2 separate regions of the Sus scrofa genome follow, and region 1 is linked to region 2. A link is a contact called in public HiChIP or PLAC-seq data. All regions are on one chromosome and are shown on one strand. The core of a region is the stretch at or near the end of the contact, and the rest is flanking DNA. Distances in the headings are between cores, read along the strand shown.

Evidence for each region. HiChIP or PLAC-seq counts read pairs in DNA pulled down with a chosen protein or histone mark.
Region 1: an H3K27ac HiChIP or PLAC-seq map of alveolar macrophages shows a contact between it and region 2. The contact joins two enhancer-like sites. A contact is called at or near these places in 2 of 2 datasets of contacts at active chromatin or transcription factors (alveolar macrophages and skeletal muscle).

Annotation. Positions count from the first base shown.
Region 1 is chr3:87,013,122-87,020,281 of Sscrofa11.1, forward strand. All of the region lies in intron 4 of ACYP2 (acylphosphatase-2), which reads right to left. Among named protein-coding and RNA genes, the nearest start is that of C3H2orf73, 93 kb to the left of the region's middle. Within about 2 kb of position 3,915, at least 13 of the 83 cell types and tissues checked have an H3K27ac peak or open chromatin away from gene starts, as enhancers often do. A contact at or near this core is called in alveolar macrophages and skeletal muscle, where this site is marked.
Region 2 is chr3:86,615,891-86,622,978 of Sscrofa11.1, forward strand. It overlaps SPTBN1 (spectrin beta chain, non-erythrocytic 1), which reads right to left. Exons shown (of 36, transcript XM_021088218.1): 16 at 6,954-7,088; 17 at 5,935-6,137; 18 at 888-978. Among named protein-coding and RNA genes, the nearest start is that of EML6, 82 kb to the left of the region's middle. Within about 2 kb of position 3,636, at least 25 of the 83 cell types and tissues checked have an H3K27ac peak or open chromatin away from gene starts, as enhancers often do. A contact at or near this core is called in alveolar macrophages and skeletal muscle, where this site is marked.

The sequences.
Region 1 (7,160 bases), core at 2,665-5,164, 400 kb after region 2:
AGGCTGTGGGGAGTGCTCAGGAAGGCAGTAAAGCATCATTTATGTCAAAAAACATTTCCTTATAATTTGAAATTATGTAACTATCCTGAGTGGATAGTCTTATGAAGTTTGGGTGGCAATGAGTGATCATAGTTATGTCTTGCTGAAAGCCTATCTTTGCAACATTACATACATTTGTTTTTTTCCATAAGGACTCTGCAAAACAAGTATTATTGCCAACTGACACATTGGAAAACAAACTCAGAGGTGAACTGATTTAGCAGTCCTTTTCTTTCTGCCCTTTTTTTCTTTTCTTTTCTTTCTTTTTTTAAGGTCCCACCCACAGCATATGGAAGTTCCCAGGCTAGGGGTAGATTCAGAGCTGCAGATACCAGCCTACGCCACAGCAAGGGGAGTATCCTTAACCCACTGAGCAAGGTCAGGGATGGAACCCATGTCCTCATGGATACTAGTCAAGTTCTTAACCCCCTGAGCCACAGTGGGAACTCCTAGGTTTTTGTTTGATTTTTAGGGCTGTTACAAGATAAAATATGGAGGCAGTTAGATAAACACTACTTATTTTTTTTTCTTCCATGGAATAGAAGATAGGACTAGCAAATGAGAACTTTTTTCTTTTCTTTTCTTTTTTTTTTTTTTTTGGTCCTGAGGGCCACACTGCGGTACATGGAGATTCCCAGGCTGGGGGTCTAATCAGAGCTGTAGCTGCCGGCCTACACCACAGCCACAACAACGCCAGATCTGAGCCACGTCTGCGACCTATACCACAGCTCACGGCAATGCTGGATCCTTAACCCACTGAGCGAGGCCAGGGATCAAACCCGCAACCTCATGGTTCCTAGTTGGATTTGTTTCCGCTGAACCATGACAGGAACTCCAAATGAGAACTTGTTAAACAAATGATTTTCCAAACTACTACCACCTTGAATTGTTCACACTAGCTTTTAAGGATACAAATCAAGTGCTCCCCAAATCATATACAGTTTCTAAAAGTTATTATAAGACAGCATAAACAAGTGATAAGAATAAAGCATAAACAAGTGATAAGAATAATTAAATAACAATTTCATATCTAATTATTCTTCCTAATAATCTCCCAAATGGCTTAGCAAAACTCTGTACTCAACATATTATGTAACATACTATGTTTTTTAAAAAATAAGAGAATAACAACTTTGATTAGACCATAAGACATGTATGAAAAGATTCTATTGAATTTGTTGTTATGACATGAAAATTCATCTCCCTGTTCCACAGTCCTTGGATATTTAATGTCACTGCTACATAATCTCCTACCATCTTCCATAGAAGCAGGGGCTGCCATGGTGGAAAAATAATATTAGTAAAGTCAGCCTCTTGCCTGGACCTCTAATTCAGTTGGGTCAATTTGTAATGGCCTACCTGGCTCTATGCCCTGCTTCTCTTTCCTTTTGAGCTGAATCTATTAAATTAACCTGACTTATAGCCATGCATCTGAATTTGAGGCCAACTCCAGCCCTCAGCAGGGGAGAGAGAATATAAGAAATCCTTTGTCAAGGTCTTCCTGCCTCTCCCTGATTTAGTGTTCCTCTGATTTTTACTCCTGTCCACTCTGACTGGGTTCCTTGCCTCCCATCCAGCTTCCTGTGAAGTGTCAGTCTCCTTGTTACTGGTCCCTCAAATACTCAAAAGGAGACCTCCACAATACCCAATGCCTTTTGGAACTTTTTTTTTTTAAGGATTACCTTGGTGTTTAAAGTATTTGTGGGAGTTCCCATTGTGGCTCAGCAGGTTAAGAACCCGACTAGTATCCATGAGGGTACTTTACTAGTATCCGTGAGGACACAGGTTCGATCCCTGGCCTCATTCAGTGGGTTAAGGATCTGGCGTTTCCATGAGCTGTGGTGTAGGTTGCAGACACACCTCAGATCCTGAGTTGCTGTGGCTGTAACATAAGCGGGCAGCGGTGGCTCTGAGTTGACCCCTAGCCTGGTTACCTCCATATGGCACAGGTGTGGGCCTAAAGACTAATTAATTAAATTTACTAAAAACACAAGGCACAGACAGACCTGAAAAGAAAAAAAAAAGTATTTGTGCCACTTCTTAAGTAATCCAGAACATGGCCTCTGTGAGGGCCATATTCTATCCATCCACATGATTCCCTCCCCCACTAACACACATGGATGAAACATGAATCTACTTTTCAAACTCATAGGAAGCAGTATGACACACAGGTTAAGGGTGTGGTTTGTGCAATCAGGTTTCCCAGGTCTGAAAGCTAGCAGAACTTTAGGATTCTTAATCCCTGTATACCATCATAATTTCTTCATCTCTAAAATAGGGATAAAGACAGCACCTGCTTCACACACAAAAAAAATCTAAATGTTATATATACTAGTGTCAAATAAATAATGAGTGCCACTTAAATGTTAGTTGTTGCCATTATTATTATTCTTATCTACCCATTTACAGAATGATAATCTGAATTACTGTCTTTAGTCCTTGTATTGCTGAAGCTCTGCCTGATCCTATATGTCTATTCATTTCTGATCTGTTTCCATACTTCATATAAATTCCTCCTTCCTAATTTATAGTAAATGTGATCACTTTCCCAAAAGAAAGTTAATAAGGCATTGAAATTCATTAGTTCCATCTATCTTCATTTCATTTCAAAGAACTAGGAGCTATTGTTAAATCAGCCTGAGCCTGTCCATACTTCTCTTTTTCTGTGATAAGATGCTACTTTTATAGCCACTCTGTCATCAGGGCTTATCTTGAAGAGCAGCTGTGGTTTAGCTTTTTGAGCAAAAGATTTGGAAGTTCTGCAAAATCAAACCAAGATGGCGGCAGCTTTGCATACTGACTGGTTCCATTCTGACAAGGCCAATTGGACCCTCAATCCCGGAATTTTTAAGCTGTGATCTCAGAGGAGGAATCTCAAAATGATCATGTGTAGACCTCTGTATCACATTTCATAGTCTCAAATATTTGTGGAATTTTTATAAAATATGAATAAAAATGAAGATTAAATGATGTAACATCCATTTACATGATTCTGTTCTTATTCTATGCAATACTGGTACCACCCTTCATATGCATAATAATGCCTTAGTTAATAAAGCCTTAAAATATCACTATTTCTGATATTTTAAGGCTTTATCACAAAGAGTATGACATGTATGACATCTTTAGAAGCAGAGGAGCCAGAAATAATGTGCACACTCCATAAGCAAAAGAAATAAGAGATAGAAAAAGTGGTTTACTCCAACCTCCTAAAGAAGAATTGAACAAAATTCCCAGTCCCTAAACATCTAATACTTGGCTAAACTGCCTGGGGTTGGGGTAGGGATGGGGGAGGAGGGCAGGACAGTTATTCATTTTTTGAAAAAAGATGCTCTAAACACACACAGGTATTAAGGCTGAATTTAAAATTCAATGTATCTTCACATGCCTGGTCCAATTTGAAACTGTGAAGCACTCAACTTCCAAATTCAGTTCACATTCACTATTTGTACCAAATGGCTTGCAAACAGACCTTCAGAATATAAGTATCTTTGCCAAAATAACAGGCTTTTACCCAATTTCATAGACTTAGGCAGCTTATCATAATTCCATTATTTTTTGGAGAAAAACTGTATCACACTTCTTTAAGCATTTCTTAAGTGTGCTACTAAGAATTAACCAGGATAGCAGGAATGCTGTATAATTTTCAATGCCATCAAAAATTATTCCTAAATCAGAGCTTTACCATGTGCTTCATAGTTACTGTTAAGTGTTGATTCATTGGAAGGTAGTGACAAGGGTTTAGTGGAGGAAGTAGCCACTGCCAAATCTAAACCTGAGTCAAGAACATGGAATCATAGAAGACTGTGTTCCACTCCAGGGCTGAACTCTGTCACCTCTTCCAGTATTTACTTCCCCCCTCTTTGGTTTCACTTAAGGGTTGGTTACTCAAACTCATCTTGTGACCCGTGGCCTATGAGTTACCCTGCTGTTAGTTTTCAGGAGAAGAGCTCAGAACGTACATTCACAGCTGTTTAAAATTAACACTTCTTTCTTATCAGAAACAGCTCAACTCTTTTCCTGACATCAACACATTATTGAAAATTCTGCTCTGTAAATTCTTTGTCCTTCCTGACTCTGCCCTTTATTACTGCCTACAGCCAGTAATAAGAATGGATTGTCTGTCAGAGGAAACTGTGGCCTCACCAATGCATATAAAAATTCCAGATGTTCAGCATCTTTAAATGATGGCTCCAGACTTATCCAGTTGAATCAGTTTTTACTCAATTGGGTATTTAAATATTTTTGGTTTTGAATACTGAATGTAGAGTTGGCTAAGCACCCAGGTCACCACGTGAATTTACAGTGATGGTGAGTACTTGGGTCACACTGGTACAAGTCTGTGATTTCTGCAGTAAATACAAACAAGTAAGACTGGAGTGTATATACGAGACTTCATTTTCTCAAAAACTTTCCTATATTTTCTCTAAATATTTATGTTCAAGTAGGCACCAAAGTGGTAACTCTACTGGAATACAACATTAATCAGACACAGTAGAGAATTTATTTAGGCCCAGATTATCCTCAGCCCCTTCAGCCCCTGGACTTTCTGCAGTAAGGTTCCCAGGCTAGGGGTCAAATTGGAGCTGTAGCCACTAGCCTACATCAGAGCCACAGCAACATGGGATCAGAGCCACATCTGTGATCTATACCTCAGCTCAGGGCAATGCTGGATCCTTAATCCACTAAACAAGGCCAGGGATCGAACCCACATCCTCATGGATACTAGTCATATTTGTTATTGCTGAACAACAACAGGAACTCCTGCAGTGAGGTTTTATTTTTATATTACTCAATGGATTTATAACATTTATAGCTGTCCAATGAACATCACAACCCAATGGCAGTGAGTTTTTAATCCTAGGTTACAGTCCATGTATTACTTGGTATCTTCTGGAAAGCTCCCCTCCCCCACTGCTGTATAATCAGAAAGCGAAGGTCCATTTTACTATTTGTCTCAGAAAATAAGAGAAAAAATCCTTTAGGTATTCCAGAGCCAAAAAATGATTATCGCTAATTGGGAGTAGTCTTTGTCATTGGGTCCTCATTAGTATGAATAATGTATTACCCATTTATTTCCATTAAAAATTGTCAAAAAATAAAGATCACTAGCAATTTAACTTTTGAATGCAAAAGATGCAATTTAAATGATGCCCAAAGACTTAGTGTCCCATAATAAGAACACAAGCGAGAAAGTAAAAACTCATGGTGACAGTAAGGTCCTTGAAACCTAAAAAAACCATATAGGAAAGCTGAAACACGACAAAACTGAAAAGAAGCAGCTAGTCCTGTCACTCCTCATCTTTTAAAAGAAAAAAAAAGTGTTATTACAGGATTTTGTTTGCAACAAATCATTTTAAATACCTTTAATATTTTTTTCTGTGTGATTTAAATGGTTAAAAATATGGATTATTTTAAATTGTCCTAATGACAGAAAAAAACAGGCAATACCCAGTCACAAGAACCAGTTTCTTTTCTGCTCCAATCACACTCTGCCCAGCCCTTCTCCTGGCTTAGCTAGAGACACACAGCAGGGTTGACCACAGCTAGACTGGAAAATTTAGGAAGGCAAGGACTTTATCTTATCATAGCGTGTATCCCTAATAAACAAGATGGTGCCTAGCACACTGCAGATACTCAACTATTACCTGAAATGATTGGAATTGGATTTCATGAGGGCCTGTCATTGCTGTGCCACCAGCTGGTAGTCCCTTCCCTGGCCCTCTTTCAACTGTTTAGGTTTGAGAACTGTTTTCAGGCACACTGCAGGAATCGATTTAAGAGCAACCTTCTTCTCCCCCACCCTGCCTACTTTTGCCCCACAAACATAATCACTAATGTCTATAGGTTCTGTACATGACAAAGCACTTTCTTATATAGTGTTTTTATCTAAACCTCACAACAACCTTTTGAGGTAGGTAAGGCAGACACAGTCTCCACCTAACACATAAGGAATGAGAGGTTTAAGAAGGTTAAAGAATTTGGTCAAGGTCATACAACCAAAAAATGCTTTTTTTGCAATCATAGTATTAAGAGCAGACTAACGGTAATAGAACCTTAATACCAATGTCCTAACGTGGATTCCTGAGCCACCCACTTTCAAAGGCACCTCACATTCAGGAGCTGCCCTGTCTTTCACTCACTCTCCCTTACACTGCTTATCTGTTAGAAACACAGCCCAAGCCAATGCTTTGTTTAATAAAGAAAATAATGTTTGCCAAATAAAAAATAGTACCACTATAGGAGTTCCCATCATGGCTCAGTGGAAACAAATCTGACTGGTATCCATGAGGTTGCAGGTTCAATCCCTGGACTCGCTCAGTGCATTAAGGATGCAGCGTCGCCGTGAGCTGTGGTGTAGGCCACAGACACAGCTTGGATTTGGCATTGCTGTGGCTCTGGTGTAGGCCGGCAGCTACAGCTCTGATTTGATCCCTAGCCTGGGAACCTCCATATGCTGCAGGTGCGGCCCTAAAAAAAAAAAAAAAGAGGAATAAAGAATAAAAAACATTGTACCACTTAGTCATGGAATATAAGAAAACATGAGTTTTCAAAAACCCATTAAGGCAGTATCCTAGGTAAGGTGTGACTTAAAGGAACTATGTCTGATAAATTACTAGGAAAAGTGCTTCCTAAATTAAAGATGAACCAATTAAAATTATATTAGAAATGAGCAAGAACTAAAGTTCTTTTGGTCAACTGGTTTTCAACTTTCTCCCATTTAAAATAATTCTGACAGGAATTAAAAATTTAGTGGCAAAATCCCTGGTGGCACAGAGGGTTAAGAACACGACATTGTTACTGCAGCAGGTTGCTGCTGTGGTGCAGGTTTGAGCCCTAGCCAAGAAACTTCCTTTTACCACAGGCATGGCCAAAAAAAATCTGTGGCAAATTATGTAAGACAAGACAGCAGTCTGGGCTTATCCAGAACAGAAAGCAGTTCTTCAAACCATTTCTAACACAGTGTTGTAGAACCAAATGCTTCAGACTATTTAAATTTATACCAGAATCTAAATTCTGGGCTCATAAACAAACCAAGCTCTCAAACTCCTGAAATTTACTCTGAATAGTTAATACGAAAGTGGTCTGGGAAAAAAAAAAAGTACAGAAAAAGCTTACAC
Region 2 (7,088 bases), core at 2,386-4,885:
TCAAAGTCAGGATTACTGGTCTTGGCACGTTAGACACATACCTGAGGAGGCTGAAAGATGGCTATTTTAAGGTCTTCAGTGAGTAAGAAATTCAGTTTTTATTTTGTTTAAATCTTTCTTCTTACCTGGGGATCCAATTGTAGCTCCTTCCTTTCAAGCTATTAAATGTGTGTTATCTTACTTTATTTTTTGTCTTTTAAGGACCACACCCATGGTATATGGAGGTTCCCAGGCTAGGGGTCGAATCGGAGCTGCAGCTGCCAGCCTACACCACAGCCACAGCAATGTGGGATCCAAGCCTCATCTGTGACCTACACCACAGCTCACAGCAATGCTGGATCCTTAACCCACTGAGCAAGGCCAGGAATCAAACTTGCATCCTCATGGATACTATTTGGGTTTGTTACCACTGAGCCATCATAGGAACTCCAAATGTGTGTTATTTTAAATAGTTCAACTATAGTATTAGATGCTTTTAGGTTATAGAACAATTTAGAATATCCCTAACCTTTGAGGAGAAGGGAAATGTTCCATATCCGCATTGTCCATGTAACACAGCAGCCACGAATCACAGCTGGCTATTGAGCACTTAAAATACAGCTAGTATGATGGAGGAACTACACTCTCAATTTTAATTAACTTAAAAAGAGACAGACACATGTGGCTAGTGTCTACTACTGGACAGGACAGTTCCAGACTACAATATTCCAGATTGTAATAATCTGGTTAAGTGGTAGCTTGTAGGCTGGAGAAATAACACTGCCCCACTTGCAAATTACATGATGTGAATTTCCGGCCTCAGTAAATTTTATAATTCCAAGGGCTCTTCTGCCAAATCCTTGGTGGCTCTTGTTTACAAAAGAGGAAAGGAGGAGTTGAAGACATACCTCTTGACAATCTTGCAGGAATTTCTGAAGATCCCTGTTGTCCTTCAGTCTCATCAGAAGCTCACTTGCTGCTTCGCGATTCTTCCTATGTCTGTAATAATGATAATAAAACCAATTTAAAAGAGAGGAAGTAGGGCATCTTGAAATAGAGAATTTAGCACTCAGTTTCTTTCCTGGGTTTCTACGTATGCTGAAAAGAGCTTGCCTTTCGGTCTCAATTATGTCAGGGAGACAAGATAAACAAGAGAGTTTAGCATCTTCCAAACAAGTAAGCCATCGTACCAGAGACCCAAACACCTGCTGCAGCCACAGAACAGGCCAGGATGCCGTCAAAAGAGCCTCATAAATCTGGTGCTGGAAAAAGCTATCTGAGCATGTGCTGAGTATGAAGTCTCCATGCTAGGAACTGAGGGAGAACAGGAAACAGATCCTCAGGAAACTCAACTGGGTAACAGGCCACATACATGGTAACAAACATATATATATATAAAATCATGTAACTAGCTTTAAACGAACCTTTCTTGATCACCAAATTCCCATCTTGAGAAAAACTCACCAAAAACAACCACAAACCAGGAATAAAAATTTTTAGACCTGTGAGATCATCTACTGCCTCGATCCCATTCTTTACTGGCAGAGAAGGGTCACCAAGGTTTAAAGAAGTTAAAGCACAAAACCTTAACCAGAAAACTTACAAGAACTTGTTAAATGACAGGGGACACAGGGCACTGGCTCCCCAGGCCGGACACCGTGCATGGCTTCTCAGCATGCCCCTCAGACCTGCCACAACTCACCCATAGGCCTCCTTTACATGCCCAGAGCTTCTCCATCAGACTGTGCAGAAGAGCTGAGAATGCTGGGGGTGCCAGGCAAAAGGCAAACCGTGCCTTCACGCGGTTTGACTGTCTCACGGAGACCCACACCACACTGAGCATGGAGAAGCATTGCCGGAAGACAGCTGCTCTGTACTCCTGAGGGACCCCAGCGAGCCAGGCAGCCTAAGCGCAGGGTACCGAGAGGGGCAGAGGAACTGTGCCAATCAGGAGGTCTGGGTTTTCATTCCAATTCCCAAAGCTATTTCTTGCTGTGGTGGCTGAGCAAGGGCTCGCCACCAGCCCTGTCAGCCCCGAGGGCAGGTAGGAGGTACAGCACAGCCTCTGATTCACTACAATGCCAAGGAAGGGAAGCCCAGGGAGGGCTGGCTTTTAAAAAACCTTCTCCGAGAGGAAGAAAGATCTTACAGTGATGCATGTGTCACAGGGGCCTGCAGTGAGTGCTGACAACAAGGGACAGTGGCAGTACTGCAGCTACAATCTGCCTGGGGACCGAAGGGAAATGCCTTCGGCGTCTGCAGGTACCAGCAACCACAGAACACAGGGAGTGATGTGAATGGAAGCAATACTGTCCAGGAATTGTTCAATACATTTGATACACAGGGTGACTTTTTTCTTTTTAAATTGAAAGGGGTTCTCAAGTTTCTGGGAGAAGAATCTTAATATGTTTATACCACTTAGGCAAATGCAGAAATAGAAAACTGCTACTTATGTAATATGCTAAATGAAAAGGGTTTATGCATAGCCAGTGATATAAACTCCAAGGCACAGACTGGAAAGCCAAAACTAAAATGACAGGTGTGAAGGATGAGATCAAAAGGTAGTAGTTTCTATGTGACCCGCCCCCCCATTTTTAATACCGTTGCTTTTATAACAAAAATAAGGGCCAAAGTCCCTTTACTTCAGTGTTTTCCTTTCTCAGAGATCAAAAATTTTAAAAAAGTTTTTAAAGACTGTTAGTGATTTTTGGACTAAAAGAATCAGTCATCTAAAAATGTGGGTGGGGAAGGAATGTCGAGAAAAGTTCTTCAAGTTCCCAACCCTCAAATTCCAGTCACTATTTGTAGGGAGGTTTAAGAAAAATAAAGTGAACCATCAGAAGGAAGGTAACTTGAGCTGAAGTCAAGGCATAAAATCCAAGAGTCCTGCCTTCAGTCAAAGCCCTTGAACAAAAGATCCCATTCCCTTCCCCGGCATCAGGAGAAAATGCTACGAAGGCGGGGAGGAATCAGTTAAAAAAGGACATGCAACCTGGAAGCTCACAGAAATAATCGAAGTAAAAATAACTTCAAACACTGAGAAAATTCACTAAGAGAGAAATGCCACCAGATGGAACCTTGAATGTATCTCTTACATAATCAAGACTCACACGGGCCCCATGGATTTCCACCTGGACAACTTTTCTCTCCCAGTAGTGCCATGAAGGAAGCACAGGCCAAGGGGTGAGTTAGGGTCCAAGTGACACGGATCGGGAGGGCATGGGGAAGGCCTCTGAGCGATGTGCTCTGTGGCGTGAACAACAGCTACCCAGACAGTGAAGACTGCTGCTGACTCACAAAACCCTGGAGAGAAGTGAGCATGGCTTTACCCAGGGGCTTCCAGAGGAAGTGAAACCCGGGAAGGTCTTTCAAGGCTGGATCGTGGATTTAATTAGAGGGAACTTGACCATCGGTTCCCACAGTGGAGAGGGGAATTCATTACTCTTTCCCCGTAAGGATTGAGTTCCTGGCTTTAGCCGGTCTGTCTTCTGCTGAAGAAAAGCTGTCCAGGTAGAAACCCATGGGGCGCGTGTGAGTCTTGATTATGTAAGAGATACATTCAAGGTTCCATCTGGTGGCATTTATTACAGAGCCCTAATAAGAGCGCTCTCTGTCTGGGGTGAGCTTGCATCTTTTGCTTTCTTCCCATCGCTCACTTCCTACTCCAATCATGAGACTCCAAAGCATCTCCTCACATGAAGCAGATGCAGGGCTTAACTCTGGTTCTTGTGGAAAGTAAGAGTCACAGGTCCTGAATAAAGCGGGTGGATAATTTTTAAGCTTCTTTTTCCTATGTGAGATAGGGGCTGCCTTTATGAAACTGGACACTTTTCCTTTTCTTCCAGGACTGCACTGTGGCTGGAATTTTCCTCTGAGCCAAGAAGCTTGCCTGTTTGCACCCCCGAGTGGGCTTGGGCAGGAGGCGCCTTTCCATCCAGCCGCAAGCACTTTAAGGGCCTCTCACACCCCACCCACACTGCTGAAGAGTTGGTGTCTTTGTTCTAGTATTTTTCATTTCCACAAACTCAGGGGTAATTGACGAGATTTCCGGACCGTAAGCATATTATAATGATTTTGCCTTCTACAAAAATAGCTTCACGGGAACGTCAGAGTGTTTCTGGATGAGGATCAGATCTGAAGGTTTAGATATTTACTTAGCTTGTGCCCTGACACCACCTGGAAAATCAGATTTGTATATTTTTATAACAGACCAGTATCCCCAGGAGTCAGTTTCAGATCTGGAAGCCTCTGGGGATATTAAAGGGAAACCAGAATTTGGTCAACACCAGCTGAGAAAGATAAGAAAATGTAGTCCTTCCAAGGGCAGATATCAATGGAAAGCCCTGTCCCTCCTCCCTTATGGATAGTAAAGGATCTTCTTTCCACGGCTGTTAACAACAGAAATCCTCAGGAGGTCTTGGAACCCCAGGAGCCCCGCTCTGAGTCAAGGGCAAAAGGAAGGTTAGGCCACAACTGAGAGCTGCTGAAATGCTCTCTCATATCCAGGAGTCTCCGGTCCTGACAACACCACCTGTTCCCAACAAGCCCTTGCAGCTGCAGCACCGAGGGACAGATAAACAAACCGAGGAAGCTGCCAGGCAGCTGCATGCCGGCCTCAACACACGTGTCCCCAACGGCCCAGCCTGCCCCCAGGAAACTGGCTGTGTGCACCTAACACCGAGGGATGTGGGGTACCTTGTTTACAAAACAACAAGAGATTTAACATTAGGAGAAAAAGAAATTCTTTTCTCCAGGTGAAGAATGTCCTGCCCAATCCTTGTTTCTCACACTCAGTATGAAGGGTTTGGTAAAGAGATTTTTTTTTTTTTCTTTTTTGGAGCTCTTTTAAAAACAATGGATGCAAGACTATAATTAATATACCTCATACCCTATTCCATAGTACTACCCTTAGAGCACAAGGTTTAGGATCTGAATCGGAGCAGAAGACAGACTGCCTAAAGCCAGGAACTCAATCCTTACGGGGAAAGAGGAATGAATTCCCCTCTCCACTGTGTATCACAAAAAGCTCATCTGGCTCAGGGTCCCAGGAGACCCTCTTGGATGTGGTTAAGTAAGGAATTGCTCTCTGCAAGAAGTTCTTCCTCTTCACTGCACTTGGAGGCCAGAGAAGCCTTGGGGAAGAGCTTGTTTCTCGATGACATCAGTCTCACAATGAGACCTTAAATCCGGCCTAAACTGGGATCAGAAATCAGCTGGAACAGAGACTAGTGGCTGACCCAGATAAGCCACACTCAGACAAGAAGTGGTGGGCTCAAAACCAGCCCAGGCCGGTGCATCCAAGTCAGATCTGCCCAGATCTCCTACTTTAATGGTAACCAAGGCCAAGTGAGAGGGTAAGGGGCTAACAGAGAACACTGGCCTTCAGTTAAGGAGAAAAATCTTTTTAGAGCTGCAAAGAAATAAAATAAAAGCATCTAATCTTAGAGAGACTCCAGTAGAAGGCGGAAAGGGTCTTTGCTCTTATTATGAAAAAGATCCCATTACAGCACTGTCCAAGCCAATTTTCTAAGGCCTGATGATGTTCCTTTGTGGCTCAGCCAGGACAAGCAAACCTTGCTCTCTCCCCACTTCCTCCTGAAGGGCCTCAGAAGAGGCACGTGTGGATAAAGCTGAGTGTGGGCTTGGCTGGGGAAGCGCTTGGCTCTTGAGGTCCTACTGGGTGACATGTTGTGTGTCACTTCTCAAAGCGCACAGCTTACACCACACGGCTGCTCATGTCACACGCCTTAAGGTTAAGGATTGGTTCTATTTCTCAGGCTTTCTTTTCCCGAGTAGATTAAATTTTGCTAGGTGCCCAAATCCTGCCCAATGGGGAATTTATAACCACAGCCCCAAGGACACTGACCAGTGATTCAGACATGTGACTTGAGCCAATGATTCCGACGCAGGAGAGTCCCAGGTTGCAAGAAGCCCTTAAGGACCTCAGGACCATACCTGTCATCGATGGAGTCCACCTTCTCTTGGATGCGATCCGAGTTGATGTTCCCATCGCTCACCAGCCTGCGGCCGGTCTCCACGACTGCATTGATCTTCTCCTCGTTGGCATCCATGGTGGTCATGAAGTCCTCTTGTTTTTTAATAGCTGCTTCAGCCCCTTCCAAGGTGGTGGGCATCTCAGTATGGGCCAAGACATACTCCTTATTTAAAAAGGAAAAAACACAATAGCAGCAGGATGAGAACTCGAACTACAACTCGATTTCAGAATAACAAAAGCGCTCTTTCCTACGTCCTACATTTCCATGCAACATGTCCTTCATTACACTTAAATGAAGTTATCTACGGAGTCAGATAACATAAAGCTGGGAAGGAGAAGAATCCCAGAGGATTAAAAGTGACTGAAATTTCCCTAAGTGGTTAATGGCTCTAAATTTTTTTCCCAAAATGAGTGAGGGACATACACAAAGGCTTGTGCAGTAGCCACAAGGGTCGGCTGGTGTGCCTGTAAGGCAAGAGTGACAGACCTTCAGTCCAAAGCTTTTAAGAGCGATTATCAACCCGATGCTGGTGACCACCCTCAGCTCTTTTTCTTTAATCCCTGCCTTGTGTCACTGGGGGAAGTCCCTGACTCTTAGAACAAGGAAGACAGAACCATTCAGAAAAAAGAAAAAAGAAATCCCCACTGTACCTTTTAGATTAATTAGATTGGATTAATATCCCACAGAATGTTGCCTAAAAATCTAATAAGCTACCAAAAGGACACTCTGTGAACACAAGAGGTCCTCGTCCAGGCTGGAGGAGAACGGTACTTTGCAAGGCAAGACTGCCCCTTTGGAAAACTTCGACTCTATCTCCTACATTGTGATGGGTTTCAGTGCTTTAGAAGTCATGAAATAACAAATGCCTCTTATTTTTCTAATTTCACAGAGGCCAGGTTTAAACCAGCAGCCCAGGTGGGAATGCTTCCAAAGACAGCCGGGGCTATGGGAAGGCAGGTCAGGCAGAGAGGGAGTTACCTGGTTGTTGAGAAAGGCTTCAGCCTGCTTGGTGTCCCGCAGGAACTGCTGGTGGGCGTGGGACTGGGAAAGGAGGTTCTGTCTGTTCTCCCACATCTTGTGGAGCTCATTCCACCCGGTGTCCAGGGCCTGCAG